2 separate regions of the Ovis aries genome follow, and region 2 is linked to region 1. A link is a contact called in public Hi-C data. All regions are on one chromosome and are shown on one strand. The core of a region is the stretch at or near the end of the contact, and the rest is flanking DNA. Distances in the headings are between cores, read along the strand shown.

Evidence for each region. Hi-C and Micro-C count contacts between places; a contact is called where the count stands out from the background.
Region 2: a contact with region 1 is called in a Hi-C map of liver, with 2.1 times the contacts expected there. The contact joins the enhancer-like site here to the promoter of FOSL2 in region 1. A contact is called at or near these places in 8 of 16 Hi-C or Micro-C datasets (blood, liver, muscle and 4 more).

What each region holds. Positions count from the first base shown.
Region 1 is chr3:35,341,783-35,347,799 of ARS-UI_Ramb_v3.0, reverse strand. FOSL2 (FOS like 2, AP-1 transcription factor subunit) reads right to left here and starts at 2,808. Exons shown (of 4, transcript XM_027966637.3): 1 at 1,911-2,808. The coding sequence starts at 2,012.
Region 2 is chr3:35,402,181-35,408,197 of ARS-UI_Ramb_v3.0, reverse strand. All of the region lies in intron 1 of LOC121819020 (a long non-coding RNA gene), which reads left to right. It overlaps LOC114113587 (a long non-coding RNA gene), which reads right to left. Exons shown (of 2, transcript XR_003588498.3): 2 at 1-4,488. Among named protein-coding and RNA genes, the nearest start is that of PLB1, 34 kb to the left of the region's middle. Within about 2 kb of position 3,692, at least 9 of the 54 cell types and tissues checked have an H3K27ac peak or open chromatin away from gene starts, as enhancers often do. A contact at or near this core is called in liver, where this site is marked.

The DNA.
Region 1 (6,017 bases), core at 1,559-4,058:
CACATACGCAAGAACCCCGTGCACCAGTTATTACTAATTGCAAAATCCTCATGTGTTACAGCACGCTAGGAATTAGCCAACAGCTGCTTTTTGCTTCGGTAATGAGGCCCCATTACACTCTGCTGGACTGAGTTCTCTTCCTTCTTCCTAGCTCTGGTTTCCTGTCTGATTTTCTTCCAAAACAGGGAATTGCCTCCACTCACATCCTGGGCTCAAAGCCCTAGTGACACAGATTATTCAGTCGGGGCACTGATGTCCGGTCTGATTGTCCATCTAGGCCCCAGGGTCTGAGTAAAGCCCGGCTGCAAGGTTGTAACATTTCAGTGATGACTGCCACAGAAACGACAGCCAAAGGGGCAAATGAGAAATCAAAAGGTTCCTTCCTGATTTGGAGAGGCAGAGAGGGACATCTGGGGGCTGTTGAACTGGAGAATGAGGGAATGGATTTCAAATGACTCCAACCCTTTGCCTAATGATGGCTGGATTCAATAGAAACCACCAACGGGGCTGGAAAGCAAACAAAATCACTTTGGGACAAGATTTGAAACTCATCACCTTAGTGTTCATTATTAAGGGTGCATGCACTGACAAGGCTTTCTCCAGCGGGTGCTTATGGGGATACCAGGGCAGGTAGAGGGAAGACATAGAAAAGCGTTTTGAGGATCCATCAGGCATGCGGAACAGCTTTGGAATAAGATATCCCTCCTCAGTTACTAAAGAGAGCCACGTTTCCATTATATTCTCCATCAGGGTCCCTCCTCCCTGGAAGCCCACCCCAGCCCCTCCTGGTTGGCTGGCTTATAGAGGCCAAGGCCACCGCCTAACCAGAGCAGCTCTTGCCGCAGCCAACTGGGCTAGAGACTCGGCAGATCCTGATTAAGACGGGCTTCAGGCTCTAGCAGCCTTGTTTAAGTCAGCTCCCTCACAAGCTTCTGGGTGGGTGGGTGAGGTGGGGGTGGCTGTTGCAGAGGGCCGGCACCCCACCAGCACCACCAACCTAGCAGCAACTTTCTGGTATTTATTCTGGTATTTATAGACAGAGATGGCAGGCACAACCCCTCCAGTACAAACCAGTCCGCCTGCTTTAGAAACAAGTTATTTCTCGGCTTCCAGAACCATTCAGGAGCCTAGAGGAAGTCTCTCCAGCCTCCCTTCTTTCTGCAGCCGTCCTGGCCCTAGGTACTCCCCAGACCCCAAGGCGCCCCTTTGGGTGGCAGTTCAGGCTCCTAGTCCTACCCTAACAGGAGGTGGAAGGGCGCAGGGTACACAGACGCACGCAGCCTGAGCCAATCAAGGCTCACCTCCTCCTTCCTGACCTTCGCACCTGATTCCCTGAGTGACAACTCTCGCCCTCACTCTGGATCACTTGAAGGAGCCCAACCAGTTTCTGAGTCCCCAACTTCTTTCCGAAATTAACTAAAACCAACGGCGGGAGAAGGTGCGGGGTCGGGGTGGGGAAAGAAGGAGAAGGCTTTTTCGCAGGAATAAGTTCTCTAGATGTCGGAAGGGGCCCGTGCGTAAAAAATTTGGGGAGCGGGGGATCCACCACGGAGATAGAGGGGAATGGAGATGAATTCCTGGGAGAGGAGGGAGGCACCGGCTTCTGGGAACGGGACCTGCAATTCCAGGAGCTTGTCTGGATACGATGTAGTGTGAAGGACAGGGTTTGTAGGTTCTTTCAGCCCACTCGCCGCTCCAGTTTGGAAAAAAAAAAGGGGGGGGGGTTGGCGAGGGTAGAGGGGGTGAAAGGAGGTGTGGGCAGGAGATGAGAATTCAGAACTTACAATGGTGGCCCGCAGGTATTTTCTCACCAAACCGAGAAAGGGCAAAGAAAGCAAAAGAGGCAGTGGCGGCGAGAGGAAGGCGGGGGTCCACCCGCGTCGCCAGGTGCACCCGGGGCCCGCACCTACCTGCTGGCCGCCGCCGCCGCTGGAGTAGGACTCGGCGTGCGCAGGAGAGCCGCTGCTGCCCCGGGACGAGGTGTCAAAGTTCCCGGGATAATCCTGGTACATGATCCGCGGTGGGGGCCCGAGAGGAAACAGGGTGTTTTTCTTCCCCCGCCCTCGCCGCGGCCGCGCACCGGCTGCTGTGCGCTGGCTCTCTGCTGGCCGCGCCTCGGGCTTGTCCCCCTCGGCGGAGGCACCCCGGGAACGGCCCCCTGAGCGCCGAGCGCTACACCACTTCTTTGCTGCTCTGCGAGCGCCGCGGGACCAGTTGTCCACCCAGTCCCTCCCTCTAAAAAGTCCGCGCGTCCCTCGGTCCCTCCCCTGCGCGCGCCCTCCCGCCCCCGCGCGCAATCGGAGCCCAGCCGGGACCGCCGGCTCAGTCAAAAATCGGTAATTAAAAAAGAATGGGAGTCAACCCAGCGGGTCAAGCCTGCCAGGTCTGGGGACCCCAGATGTCAGCGCAGAAAAGAAAGGAGGGAAAAAAAGGGGGGGCAGAAAGAAAGGCTGCCCGCTTGGAGAAACTTCTATTTCCTCCTTTTAGAAAAGGAGCTGAGAATAAACTTCCTGTGGCCGACTCGCCGCCGGAGTTTGGAGCGGCTCGGACACTTGACTAGGAGAAGAAGGCAGCCTGTGCCCGGCCCGCGGCCCGGGAGGATCCAGCTGAGCCGGCGTGGAGAGGGACGCGGTGCCGCAGCTCCGGCGCCCGGACCTGCACCCCTTTCCCGGCTCCCTCTCCCGGACGGGCCCGCCTCGCCCGTCCGCGCCTCTCTCTCTCCCTCTCTCGGTCTCCGCCGAGCGCCGCTCGCTTGCTCGCTGGTTTGCTCGGAGCCCCAGCGCTCTGCCCGAGATGAGTCACTACAATGGCACGATTTCAACTCCACACTCTTTATTCTCCAGCCCCTGTACCTCACGTCAACCCGACTCCACCTTGCAGGGAGGAGCGCGCGGGGAGGCGGGGGGAGAAGGCCGAGGAGGAGGGGGAGGAGGAGGAAGACGCGCGGGAGGAGGCGGGCGCAGCGCTCCCCTATCTGCCCCGGCTCCTGGCCGCGCTGACGCCAGCCGCACACCCTGCGCGAGGAAGGAAGGCGGTGGCGGGGGTGGGAGCGGACCGCTGGCGCGGTTTGGGGGAGCCGAGGCAGCCTGGCCCATCCCCACCCCCCGGGCCACGCGCCCTTGGTCTGTTCCACTGGCGCACGTTGCCAAAGATGGTCATTTGCGTTAGAGGACGCGAGTGCGGGTTCCCTAGCTTTCGGGTGACGTGGAGGGAGAGGGATTCCCTCGCCGGCTCCCGAGCGCGCCACGGCCTCCCCACCTTCTCCACCGCCTGGGAAAGGGGCGCGGGGCGGGGCCCCTGCGAGGGCTGCCGCGGGGCCCTCGGCGCCTGGTTTCAGAAAATAATCACAGTCCTGAAGAGCGAGACTGGCGGTTCAGTGCGGCGCCACCGCGAGGCCGGGAGCCGGGCGCGCAGAGCCGCTCGCAGGGAGGGCGCGGCCGCGCACGGTCGTCGGCGCCCTTCGCGGCGCCACCCGGAGCAACGGGCGCCCTGGGCGCCCTGGGTATCCGCGCCTCCCTGCGGCCGGGCCTTGGCGGGGCGCAGCGCCGCCGGGCGGGGCCGACCTGCCTATTTTCCCTTCCGCGGCTGGCTGCCCACTGCTTCCCGCCCCCCTCCCCTTTCTTTTCGGCTCTGCAATTAATTTGTTAGGAGCAGCCTTGAAGACGAAATTAACCAGTCAAGACATTCCGGCCGCCCTCTATGCTGGGCAATTAAGATGCATCTAATAGTAATCGGGCATTATAAGCAACCTCGACTATTACGAATTTGAAAGGAAAAAAAAAACCAAACAGGGAAGAGGGAGGCCCGAGAGAGGGCGTGCCCCAACGTTGTCTTCAGCTGTTTTGGAGCGAAGTTCAGGCAGTAGGTAGTCCGGATTCCTAGTTTGTCCCGCCTCGCGGGGCGGGGCGGGGCGAGGTGCGGGGTAAAGAGCACAGGCCTTGGAGTGTGAACGCCAGGCTGTGCTGCTTACGGGCTGTGAGACTTTGGGCGAGTCCCTTAACCTCTCTGGGCTTCAGTTTCTTTCTGTAAAACGAAGGGATTGAGACATGACCTTCTAAGGCCCTTGTCAGTTCTGGAACTTCAATCCTTCTGCAGAGATGATGATCCGGAGGAGCACTGTACTAGGAGTCAAGGAAATCGAATTTTGCTCCACGCTTTGCCTTAGTCTCATACCCAGCTCTTAGTGTACCAGCGGGAAGATGCGCGAAGGCTGTGAAGCGTTGTGCACTGTAACACATCACAGTTTCGGCCCTCAGTCTCCTTATCTGTAAAGTGGGGGTGTTGCTAGGAAAGAAAAATAGAACCCAGCCGGGAACTCAAAGCTTTCCCGGGGCTCTATATAAAGCGCTGGCGTTTCCGGGACGGCTGGCGGCATCTGGCCGCCCCAATGGCCCCAAGATACGGTAATCCTAAACAATACTCGGGGTCATTGTTTACAACTATAAAACACATTCTGTCCTCGGCTCCATCCCCAAGGACGCGCGTGGAGAGGCGAGGCTGGCTGGGCTCCTCGCACCTCCCTCGCCGCCTGCAGCGTAGCGTCCGCAACTCCACAGGTCGCGGCGAGAAGTGCGAGGCAGATGGATGCGCACACCCAGCGCGGTCTTGGCGTTTTTGCCATCTCTCTCTTTTTTTAATCCCGCGTCCTGCCTGCCTGGGTGTGTTTATGCTCCTCTCCCAGCAGGGCTGAGTAAATGCAGTCCTTTGACGCAAAACCGTTCAGCCCTTTCCCCAGCGGCAGCGGCAAAACCCAGAAAACTGGAGGTGGGGACGGGGTGGGGGGAGCGCAGGAGAAGAAATCGTGACACTCTCTGACTCGCCCCTCAGTCGCCTCCCGCACCGCACGGTCCTCGGCCGGCCTGGCGAACTCCTAGGTGGGGCTACAAAGTCAGGCGCGGTCCGGGCGTCCAGCGCCCTCCTGGGAGCAGCGGCGTGTCCAAGCGGCGCTAACAGACACACTTTTAGTTTTTCTTTGAGCTGCAGAGGCTACCCGGCCCTCCCCCACCCTGCGCTTGAAAATCCAGCGCTTCTGGGTCTCTCCCACACAGTCCTTCCAGTAATTCGCGGGGAAAGAAGGAGGGGGAAAGGGAGCCTATGCTTCCTCCGTGGCCTCCGCCGTCCCAGGCGCGTCCAGGCCCGGGCAGGCGCCGCCGGGAGCGCGCGGGCGGGCAAGCGCACCCTCGCGCCCTCGGCCGCCCCCGCCCTGCCTGCTCCCCAGCCCTTTCCTTTCTTGTGGGTTCCCGTAAAGCCCGGCAGCCCCGAGACGTCTGCAGAGCATCACGGAATCTGTGCTGATGCAAGGCGCTAGCCTTCCTTTGGTGCGCCCCGGCCTGCCTCGAAACGCTTTGATCCCGGCCTTCCCGGCTCCAGAACTTGTGCTGGCTCCCTCTGTCCGCCGGGAGGCCCGCGATCTGCAGCCGGCCTTCACCTCTCAGTCCCTGAGCGCCAGGAACAGAGCTGTGCCCTGATGCTGCGGGACCGACCGACTGGTGCAACTGGTGCCTCGGACTAACTGAATGCCAGACTGAGAATTTAGCCTCCAAGCCCAGTTCATGGCCCTCTCCGTGGGGAATCATTACAGGATCACCCAGTAACAAAGGACTGTCTGACTCCCTGGAAGAGGATACTAAGAAGAATAGGGGCCAATCTTTATTGAACACTTACCAGGCAGAATACTTTAAGGGATTGTCTCATGCAATCCTCCCAACAAAAGTTTGAGGTGGGTGTTATTCCCTGGTTGCAGATCAAGAAAATGAGATGAAGTAACTTGCCCAGGAGAATTAGTTAGAGGGTTAGTGACCCAGCTGGAAGTGCAGCTGATCCTCTAGGACACCAGGCTCCTCCTCTTACCCAGGACATGCATGACCTGCCTCCTACGGGAATGTCTTTGTTTCTCTCTTACTGATCCTCAGAAAGCATGGACTTCATCTTGTGCGTGACTCTGTCCTACACTTAGAGGTGCTCCTTAATTCACCACTATCACTCAGGTTAAGGAAAGGTCATGTGAAGTGCCAGAA
Region 2 (6,017 bases), core at 2,443-4,942, 60 kb before region 1:
AGACCCAGTGCAACCAAAGCTAAAAATAAATATCTAAAAAAAAAGAAGAAGAAGAAATAAGCTATCAAGTCATGAAAAGACACAGAGGAATTTAAATGCAGATGACTAAAGAAGCCAAGCTCAAAAGGCTACATACAGTACAATTCCAACCCTATGACTTCCTGGATAAAGCAAAACGAGAGAGATAGTAAAAAGCTCAGTGGTAGCTAGGGGTTAGGAAGGAGGGCAAGACTAATCGGTAGAGCCCAAGGTATTTTTAGGACAGTGCAGCTACTCTGTGTGCTGCTATTATGATGGATACAAGTGTCAAAGCCCGTTGAGTGTACAACATCCAGAGTGAACCCTAAAAGGGAAACCGTGGACTCTGGGTGATAATGACATGTCAGTGCAGGTTCATGGATTGTGACAGATGGGCCACACTGGTGGGGATATGAATGGCAGGAAGGCTGTGCACATGCGGGGTGGGGGTATATATGGGACCATGGGCATATGGGAATTCTCTGTACTTTCTGCTCCATTTTGCTGTGAACCTCAAACTCTAAAAAAAAATAAAGTCTATTAAAAAAAAAAAAACAACAAAAGAGCAATTCCAGACACCCTGCGATCTGGGTACCAGAGAGGGCCACCACCTCACTCCTCACACAGTGACTCAGCTGTAGGCTCAGAGACACGTGTTCACCAGCAGGAGAGCTCACAGCCCCATCTTCTTTTCCTATGCCATTTCTTTTTCCTACGGGCAGGGATGGAGAGGCGCTCCTTTGCCTCGGAAGTGTGGAGAGGGGATTCCTTCAAGCCCTCTACTTGATTCCTCAGCTTAAATGTCATCCCTCACTAGGCCTCTCCTGACCTCTCCAACCCCTAATCACCCCATCTGCCTATCTGGAGGCCTGGTTTTCTGCCCAGCCTTCCTTACCACCTGAAATTAGCTTATTTGCTTACACAGGCCAAAACTAAGGCAGAGCCTTGTCCCTGGTGCCTGGTGGGTGGCACAGAGTAGGAGCTCAATAAATTGTTGACTGAATGAGTAATCGGGTAACCAGCTGCATAACCCAGGGCAAGGCAGTTAAACTTTTCTGGACCCCAATTTCCTCATCTGTAAAATGGGTGATTAGACTTAATGATTGTGCTCTCTTCTTGCTACAATGCTTTGAATGTTCCAGCAAGTATCAGAATGACCTTGTTTTTCCACTCAAGGGCTTCTGCCAGGCCACTGGGTGACTGCAAGGTCTTTAGGAAGAGAGTTCCTAGAAGCCTGATCGGTGTTTCCTGACTTCTCAGGCTAGGTCTGCAGATGCAGGAGACGGGTCAGAGTGTGAGCCGAGTAGAGGGGAGTATGGGGGAGCTCCTCCTTTACAATGTGAGCTCTAGGATGGTGAGCGCTCATATCTGTTTGTGCAGCCCATGTGCCTAGAACTGGGCCTGGCACACCGTAAGCTCACTAGACAGTGAAGAATGAGTCAAGCCACAGCTTTCAGCACGTGTTTCCAGTCTTGGATGAGTGTTCTGTTTGGGTCTCCCGCATGGTATGAAAGCAGTAATAATAATCCCTCCCATGGGCAGAGCCCTTTGCACAGTGTTCATGCATCATGCATTTGAGCCTCATGACAGCCCCATGAGATAAGGACCATCAAGTGCCATTATCCCCAGTTTACAGATGAGATGACTGAGGTTCAAAGAGTTTGTCTTGCCCCAGGCCACATAGCTGGTAAATGGCAGAGTCTGATCTCACACCCTGGGTTTTTGTTCCAGCCCCAGTGTCTGTATGTTGCTGGTTGTGCAGGGCCCTGCACGTGGTGGGAGAAGGGAGCCTTATGTTAGAGCCAGCACCCCAGGAGAGACAAGGCTGCGCAGGGAGCAGAGCCCACTGGCTGGGGGATGGGGTGGGGGGAGGAGGGAGTGAGGAGCAGGAGGAACTCAGGCAGAGCCCGGCACTCCCTCCACTCCAGCAGCGGCCGCGACCCCTGGGGGAGAGGCTGGAGAGACCGCAGGCCTCACGTAGGCGCTCTGCCCCTCAGGCCCAGACATGCAGGGCTGCGAACAGATCCTTCCCGGAGCACAGATGCCAAGGATGTGGGCAGACTGGTTTGAGGAACAAAAAAACCCAACTGAAAGCTTTCTTCCCTTTCCCACACAAGGCACCAGACCTGCCCTGTCATCCCTATGCCAAAGAATTCTCCAGAACGATATCTGCCCTTCCTCCAAAGCTGCCTGACTTCGCCAAAGTCACTCATGAGTCTCTTCAAATCGTACACACACAGAGTGCCACCCCAGGGCCCTCCCCCGGGAGTCCCCGGGCTGAGCCCAAGTCAGCACCGTGCCGCCTGCCCCAGATCCTCCTGTGGAAACCCTTTGCTCCCATCCCACCTCCCCAGTCCTGAGGCACCTCCTCTCCTCTGCTCTCCCAAGCCTGTTTTGGTCCTTCTACCCAGGCTCTGGCCCCTGGGCTTCTCGGCTGGCTCCCCAGGGAAGGACGCAGCCCTGATGCCGCGCCCCACTGGGTGCAGGGGTCACGGATGCCAGCCGCTTCACATCAGCCCACATCAGGGAGCCCCAGGGAGTCAGCAGTTATCATATAACCCCGAAGCCTTGTTCCAGAAGCCGCGAGTCTTGTGGCCTCCTCAGTGACAAGAAAATGGAGGGGGTCAACTGGGGCGGGGACAGGTGGCGGCCCACACACTGGCCTGTGTTCATCACTGAGGGCATGGAGCGCGCCCTGCAGAGGTGTGGTCATGGTGAGCACCACCCCAGAAGGGGTGGGCGGGGAGACGGAGGACCCACCTGAAGACTAGCCGGAAGAGATACCATGTCAAAATGTCCTTTTCTTGGTGGAGGGGCGGTTTTCTCTCCAGATGCCCCAGCAAAACCCAAATGGCAGGAGCGGGGATGTCTCAGTTACTCATAGGCCGACGTTTCGGTCAGTCTATCGGCTCCATGACCCGCCACCCTCCTGCTGTGCACTGGACTCCAGAATCAGGTCCTCCTTCCTGCTTCACAAGGAGCTTCGGATGCAGCTTCCCTTGCCGCCGCCCAGCTGGAACTGGGCAAGCTAGACCAATAGGTGATGACCACCAGCCATGCAGCTGCTACTTGTGTTTTGATCACACGGTCCTTGATCACCTGCTCTCCCAGGCCTCGTGCTGATGAGATTCTCATTTCCTTGATGGGATGCCTCCCAGAGATGGTTCTGGTAGCCACAATGGTTGGGAGTGGGAGTGGGGGGGTTGACCTGGGTTGAGGGGGATCAAATGCCCTGTCTTGAGGACAGTCCCATTTTATGTCTGTTGTCCCAGCCTCGTTATCCTCAGAGCCCCCTCTCTCACTCTTAGAGGTGTCTTGGTTTGGAAGACACATGATAGGTTTGGGGGGATTGTTGGCGGACGGGCTCAGGGGAGCTATGTGTGATGTGTGGTTTCCAAGAGGGGGCAAACTAGGCCCAGAGAGGTGGACACTAGAGGGCGCCAGTTAGCTGTGCTTGGTCGGCAAAGTCTCCAGGATGGGCCGGACTGGCAACCGGGGCCAAGACCTGTCTGAAGAGAATCTCAGGCAGAGATGTGCAGGCGGGGGCAAGTGCCCAGCAGAGCCCTAGTCGGACCCTTTCCTGGCTTGCACTCAGCCTGGCCCACCCCTCTCACTGCCCCTGTCCACCCAGCAGAGTGCTGAGCCCTGCCCACTCTGCCTCCCCTCCTCCACTTCAGCCTGGCCAAGTCCCTGCTAGCCTCTCTCCCCAGGGTGTGGCATGGGCCTCTCCCAGTGGGCTGGGGCTGGGCTTCAGATGGCCATTCTGGAAAAATGGCCCGGCCAGGTCAAAGGAAACCCCACAACCCTGCAGGAGTGAAGGTGGGGAGGAGACTGGCAGGAGGTAGGAGGGGCCTGCTTTCTCTTCCTTAACCCACCCTCCCCATCATGCAGACTCAGGCACAACACTTGGGTCTGGGCATCCTCTCTCGTGGAGAGCCTGGAAGGCATATAACCCGCCAAGAGCCCTCTGCTCACCATCCTGACCTGGCCACTGCCCCCATCCAACCCACAACTGGACACAGGATCGGCCACCAGGAGACAAACTCTCTGTTCCTGTTCTTCTCCCCAGCTCCCAATCCCCATGACCCCTCTTCTTGATGAACCCGATATTACTGGGGCCCCAAGCGGGAGAGAGAAGGCCACACAAAAGCAAGGTTGGGGACTGTTAAAACCACATGCTTTGACTTCCAACAGACTTGGGCCTGGGTTGCAGTTCTGATATTGGTCGATGTGTGACATTGGGCACATTAATTAACTTCTCTAAGCCTCAGTTGACTCACCTACCAAAGGTTATAAGAGCAGCTATTTCGCAAGGGTGGTGGGAAGATTAAATGCAGTAAGAACACAGAGCACCTAGTTCAGTGCCTGGCACCTAAGGACGCAGTGCCCTCAGTGGAGGAGACCCTGGGAAGCACCAGCAGGGCCCCTCAGTCCCAGCCCAGCTTCTGTCTCTGCAGCCGGAGTCCTTGTCTGCAAGAGAAGAACAAAGATGGACCATAAAACATGTGATGGTACCTATGGTACATGCGGATGAATTTTCTATTTGACAGTGACATCGGGGAAGTAGGAAGCCATGGCTGCCTCAGTGCCAACAGCCTCAGCCTTTTAAAGCATCATTTGTTCATTCATTCGTTCATTCATGCATTAGTCCCAGATCACGACTGTTGTCCTGACATAAGGATTAAAGGCCTCCTTTCACTCTTGAGGTGTCCCGCTTTGGATGATAGACTATATGACCACCTACTTAGTGTGCTGGAACCTGTGCTAGGCCCTAAGGATTGAGAGAGAGGGATGCTATATAAAGCCGCTGGGCTTATCAAGCCTTATATAGGGCTCACCAGCTAGTGAGGAAACAGATGAGATGACTGGAGAAGTGTGGCCAGCTGGTGCCCCTCTGCCCATTAAGACCCTACCAAGAAGCTCCTTTGATTTCTCTCTCCTTGGGTTAATTTACTTTTGCTTATTTACAAACCAACTTTCACGCCATACATTTTCCACCAGGGACATGAAGTAGCACTCCTTCTATTCAGTATAATGTTATTTTTCGCCAGCCTCAGGAGCTGCCTTCCATTCAGATGGTGGGGCATTCTTTTTTAAGAATCGCAGATAGCCTGTCTGCTCCTTTGTGATCCTGTAAACATCAATGTTCCAGAAGCAGGGTGCTCATTTATTTTTTCATTCTCATGACAAAGTATACAACTGGAAAATGGCAGTGACCTAGAGGCACCCTCTACAAGGCCAAGCCTCATAACATGCCTGAAACGCCTCCATGAAATTTAATGAAGTTGCGGCAAGTCTTGGGGAAATGAGAGGAAAGGGGCAGGGTGCCCCTGGGTTTGGCTGGGGCTCATGTTAGGGGCAAGAACCTCTGGGCTCGTGCCTGATCATCTGAGTTGGGTCAGGGGAGAATGGCTGCCTCCAGATGGGACTGGAGGCGGCCAGACATGAGTGTATGGGTAAGAGTGGTCCCACCCCAGCCACACGAATCAGAACCAGGAATTTCTTGGGAAATGGAGGCTTTAAGGGGCCCAAATCTGCCAGATTCCCTCACCCCGTGCACCTTGTTCTTGGCACAGGTCTCATCAGACACGCTCTTCCTCTCCCCACCCACGTCCTCCCAGGTTCCTACACAGTTAACTTGATCACCAGGCCCCACATTTGCTGCAGGGTTTCTGTGTCATCTGTCCCACCTTCTCACTGAGGGATCGAACTCATGACTATCTCACAATTATCCCAGAAGATAACTGGGCGAAAATCGTGATTGTACACGGCCGGCCCCAGGAAAAGCATCGCCATATTTAGATGTGCTGCTCCCAGAGGAGGAAGGAAGGAAGAGGAGGGGGATGACAGGACTAAAAGGAGAAGAAAGAAGGCATGGGTGATTCTGAGAATTAAGGGTAACTAGTGATGTTATCATGGGGAGTGTTAAACCTGGGTCAGTGGGTGGGGGCAAGGCCCTGTGACTCATTCATGAGTCTGGCCCCCATACCCAGGAGAAG